Linked DNA regions of Gossypium hirsutum: region 1 is linked to region 2. Evidence: chromatin contacts called from public Hi-C data. All regions are on one chromosome and are shown on one strand. Each heading gives the region's core, a stretch centred on a gene start, on an enhancer-like site or on the middle of the called end of the contact. The rest is flanking DNA. Distances are from core to core; before and after follow the strand shown. Region 1 holds the start of LOC107914825 (peroxiredoxin-2F, mitochondrial). Region 2 holds the start of LOC107914817 (succinate dehydrogenase subunit 3-1, mitochondrial).

Region 1 (2,700 bases), core at 102-2,601, 480 kb before region 2:
CAAGCTTTTTCCCGATAACAACCTTCTTCAAGCCAGTTTGAACTAGAATTGCCATCATCCGAACTTGCCACAGTTTGCAATTTGTCACACCATTGAACTTTTCAATTTCAAACCTTGTTGCTACAATATTTGAATTGGCTGATATATAAAAATTGAACTAACTCTGATACCACTTGTTTGGAATCGACCTGATTAAGCAACAAGAAAAAAATAGCGGAATAAATTGAGAAATTGAACACATAAATTTAACGTGGAAAAGCATCTCCAAAGAGGATAAAAAACCACGGGAAAAATAATTTTACTATAATGGCAAAAGAATGAAGAGTACAAAAGATGGAGATAAAAACTAAACCTCGAAAACCTAAAAACAAAGAACACTCAAAACATAAACACAAAATTCTCTAAATGTGTTATGAGTTCTAATCTCTAATGGGTGTATTTTCTAATGTTGTAAAAAAGCCTATTTACAGGCTAAATTCGTAAGTCAAATAATAATAAAATAATCTAGGCTAATCAAAGTTTAATTGAAACAAATAAACAGAATTTAACTAGAAGATTATTTCTTAAATTTGACTAAAATATGAGTCATAGTTAACAATATGATAGATGACACTAATAGGAAAAAAGATATATAATTTAATATTAAAGAAAGGTTTTTTTAATATATTAGGTTGACGCAAATAAAAAATGAATTTAATAATACATCCAAACACATCTTGATTTATTCTTATATTTGATTAATTATTAGTTAAGCTAATTGATATACTTAGTAATGTAAGGAGAAGAAAATCATTTTTAAAATTGAAGGCCCAACAATGTTCAATTACAAAAGTATAGTTGACAATCATGTTAATCAATTTGTACATGTTAAAAACAAATGAGCTGGAAGAATAAAATGAATTTTTTTATGTAATTAGCTTCCATTCTATCTTATTACTAAATAAAATAAAGATAATCATATCTTTTTATATTATCTTATTATTTTTAATAATATTACTTAAGAGTTTTGACATTTCTTTTTATGAAATAATATGTTTGAAGCTCTTTATCATATTATTCAGAAAATAAATGTAAATTATTTTAATATTTTAATTGATACATAGTATAAATTACTATTTCTGTAAATTTTAAATAATAGTATATTCATTCTAATTATCATTTTTTGAAAATTTAATTTGTCAATTATCATGTTTTAATCTCTTAATTATATTATTTATGAAAACTTTAAAATATAAATTAATTTAATAAATTTAATTATTAAATACAATAGTAAAGATAAAAAAAAAGTAGTTTAAAAAATGTATTAGACATTCCCAAATATCAATATATTTTAAAAAAAATCATTTTTCTGTAGACCAATAGTAAAGGACTAGTTTTTGCTGTGAATACCAAAACTTAGTCCAAAAATCGTTAAAGCCAGTCAGGCCCAGCACATTTGTTCCACCAGCAAGATTCCCAAAACCTGTGAAAGAAACAAGCGGAAGCAAAGCAGAGACTGAGACAAAGAATCACATACCAACAGCTGCATCCTAAGCCAATGGCGTCAACAATTCTTAGGCGAGCAACCTCATCCGTTATCAAGTCAAGTCTTCTAACGGAAGCGTCAAGGAGAAGCTATGCCTCTGTTGCTGTGGGGACTGACATCCTGTCTGCCGCATCCCAAGTTAGTCTCCAGAAAGCTCGAAGCTGGGATGAAGGCGTTACCTCCAATTTCTCCACTACTTCTGTCAATGATATCTTCAAGGTTTCGTTGTATAGTTTCTCTTTCAATATTATTTAATTCAGTATGTATTAATTTTGTTTTAGAAAATTTCATTTCAGGGCAAGAAAGTTGTCATCTTTGGACTACCTGTAAGTCTCTCTCCCCCCCCCTCCCAATTTGACTTGCTCTATATATGTGGAAATTGAGAGATGGAATTTGATTTTTTGAGATTGTGTTTGGAAAATCTGAGCTTAAATTTGTATATTAATGAATTCTGGAGGATTGCTCCGTATATGAGGTACTATATGCATGATTTAGATATCTATGATGTGATGATTCTCAGTTCTTATAATGCTGAAATTGGTAGTGGAGTAATTAGTTTATGTTAAGAGAATGGAACTTTTCAAAGCTTTTCCGATGTGGAAGATTTTACTAAATAGTTTAATAAAAAGCAATTTAGCAGTATCTAAAGAAGAATGTAGATGTATCCTTGCAATTGGTTCACTTGCTATGTTACCCGGAAGTGGGAGTGTCAGATACGAAAGTATGTGCCGAACACGAGTATACCCCAATTTTCTTTTTAAGTGTTTTCATATATTTGGATGATTGTAATCTGATATTTTTGCCCAAATATGTGTCTGGCATAGGCGTCCAAAACATAAAAGTCTAGGTAACATAGGGTGCATGATTTTCGTATTTCAAAGAACCTGGTTTAGGAAAGAAGAAGAACAAAATAAAGTGGAGTGTGGACCTATCAGTTTGCTATTTCTGATTTTATGGTTTAGAATGGAAATTTGATGAAACTTGGATTTACATTGTATTTGGGATTGTGTATAGGGAGCATACACAGGTGTTTGTTCACAACAGCATGTGCCTAGTTACAAGAAGAACATTGATAAGTTCAAGGCTAAAGGAATTGATTCAGTCATTTGTGTTGCTGTTAATGATCCTTATGTTATGAATGCCTGGGCAGACAAACTGCAAGCCAAAGATGTGGT
Region 2 (2,700 bases), core at 126-2,625:
TAACCTTCTCGATTTACTAATCGATCTTACATTTAAGTCAATCCTATCACAGTTCACAATCACTTTCTGAAAGAGTTCACACATTCAAAGCTTGGTGTTTGTTAACTATGGAGGATGCAGAATCAGATAAGCACAGTTTAAACTCCTAATGAAAGCTCATACGATTGAAAGGGGAACGGTTAATGGTTACAGCTCTCCCAATCAAAGATTTAGCAGAATCCATCGAATTAAACCACTAATTCAACACAGATCACTATATTGACAAGTTCAAAGATGCTTTTTGGCATTAACAAGGTTTTCTTTTTACTCATCACCAAGGTTCAATTTATTCCAAAAAAAAAAAACCATTAACACATTCTTTATTTTGCCAAACAAAGTCTTACCTCAACCCAGAATGGCCCAGACCAAACAAGAACTTACCAAGCCAGCAAATCAGTCGATTTGAAGCTGAATCACATCCTTTCCTCCTCACCGTTCTTCACCTCAGCTTTCCCGAAAAGTCCGCCAATAAATGACGAACCCCATAACACAGATGATAGGAAACGGCCAATGCAGCAATTGAGACGGTAACTGGGGCAAGCTTTGCTGAATAAAAGAAGAATTGGTAGAAATTCGAATAGGTGAAGCAAATTGAACCCATTTTCAGAGAAAGAAGATAAGAGAACAAAAGTGCAGTAGTTAGGAAAACCCCGGAGATCCTATTGGTAATTGAAAGAGTCGCAGAAAGTTGTGGCTTATAAATAGGAAGATGAGGAGATAACGGGCGAAGGTTTGATTCTTTGGCCTCGCTCCCAAGCCCTGGAATGTCACGGGATGTGGAGAGAAATCGATTCCCCTTGACTTGATCCATCATGTTCAGGCTCCTTGTTGGAGACAAAGGATCAAACATATCTGCAGGAATTTTTTTCTTGAGGGGGCAAAATGACTGAATCATAATTTTATAATTTCTGTAAGAACTAAAGTGAAAATTTACCTTTTTTGGCCCCCTGGCGCCGCCCCTGCAGATCTGCAGCATAGAAACCGGAAGGGCCAAAATCAGCATCAATTTTAGATAATCAAAAATTAAAAAGAAGCGAAAGAAGTCGAAATGAAAAACAGATGAGTGGACAAGTACCTGGGAAGAAACCGTCAGCACGACGGCGATCATCGTGGTCATCAGGCGTGGCGGCGTTGGTGTTAAAGAGTCTGGAGATGGATGGAACGATGGCGACGCGTAAGGAGCTAGGGAGGATGTTGGATGAGACGAGCCTCTTAAGAGCTAGAGAAGAAGCCATTGCTAAATAGAAGAGTCTCAAAATTGCTTAGCCTGCAAAAAAGAAACATGGAGTGAAACGGTGGGGTTATATAAGGGAAGGAGGAAGCTGCTCTGCAAGAAAACGTAAATAGATGTTATTGGGCTTAGGCCTATTTAGGTTCGGTTTTAGGGTTTGAGCCCATTTGGATTCGGCTTTGACATGATATACAAATTTTGGATCAATTATGTGGCAATCTAACAACTCCATAATTTATTTCAAATATTCATCATATCATTTCCTAAAGTAACCTTTGGAAATCTATGTACCTATAACTTTAGAAACCAATTATGTAGTGGTTATTCACCTCCTTCTTTAACTATCCATTCCTGCGAATAGAGCATATTTTATGATTAATCATTTATCTTTTTAGAGAATACCTAACATCTAAATGTAGTCATTATTTGTTGTTACTTTGTAGATCACTGAACTATTCACAAATTTTCATTTAAGTCATTGGGCTATTAAAATCGATTCTATATGGCTTTCTCTATTCGCACTATCGGTACCAATCGAAAGCTCTTTTTTCCTTTCTTTTCTATCGTTGAGTGTTTTTTCATAAAACAACTTTGAACTTCATAAATCTGCAAACCAAAATTCAAACAGTTTTTTCTTTGATCTCCTACACTGATCGCTAGATAGATTTTGATCTAAGTTATGTTCTTCTACTCGTCGATGGGTACAGATCCACCCTCTCGATCTTCGAATCATCGCTTGGAGCTTTATGGCAGAACTTTAAAAAAAAAACTTAATAGTCTAGTGACTTAAATAAAATATTTTTAATAGTTTAGTGACTTAAATGAAAACTTTCAAATAGTTTAGTGATCAAATTATAACCTTTTTTTAATTAAATAACCAAAACAAAAACTTTCTTATAACTAATGATATAATTTACCCTATTTTTTTCTCAGCAAATTTTTTACTTAAGTTTAAAGAGTTTATGGAAATGTAAATATATAGGAAAATGGCAACTCATCCATCTTCTTCATATTTGATTCATTAATCTATACACCAATTGTATGATTATTTATATATTTTATAAAATGGTTGATTAATGTGGAGTATGCCTCGTATTTCAACATAAATAGTGTGTGACGTCGCAACGAAGAGGAGTTCTTCGCTCCGATGACGTGACCATACTTCATCACGATGAAAAGAAAGCCATGTCGCAACGTGGCGACATGTTTCTCAATTTTCTCAGCTTTACTTCTTTCAGTTAAATATTGTTTTAGTTTTCCACTTAAACGCTGATTAGTGTAGATTATTTTAATACTATTAGCTTTTACAAGCTTTCAGAGAATTTTGTGTTTAAGTTTCAAGTGTTCTTTTTTTCGAGTTTCAGAGTTTAGTTTTTATCTCTATCTATGTACTCTTCGTTCTTGCCGATTTAGTAAATTTATCTTTGCCT

The links. A called contact is a pair of places that touch in the nucleus more often than the background predicts.
Region 1: a contact with region 2 is called in a Hi-C map of leaf, with 2.9 times the contacts expected there. The contact joins the promoter of LOC107914825 here to the promoter of LOC107914817 in region 2. A contact is called at or near these places in 2 of 34 Hi-C or Micro-C datasets (both in leaf).

Annotation. Positions count from the first base shown.
Region 1 is chrD10:28,827,206-28,829,905 of Gossypium_hirsutum_v2.1, reverse strand. It overlaps LOC107914825 (peroxiredoxin-2F, mitochondrial), which reads left to right and starts at 1,351. Exons shown (of 5, transcript XM_016843866.2): 1 at 1,351-1,744; 2 at 1,822-1,851; 3 at 2,540-2,698. The coding sequence starts at 1,538.
Region 2 is chrD10:28,344,496-28,347,195 of Gossypium_hirsutum_v2.1, reverse strand. LOC107914817 (succinate dehydrogenase subunit 3-1, mitochondrial) reads right to left here and starts at 1,375. Exons shown (of 3, transcript XM_016843852.2): 1 at 1,115-1,375; 2 at 974-1,006; 3 at 228-891. The coding sequence starts at 1,274. The coding sequence ends at 479.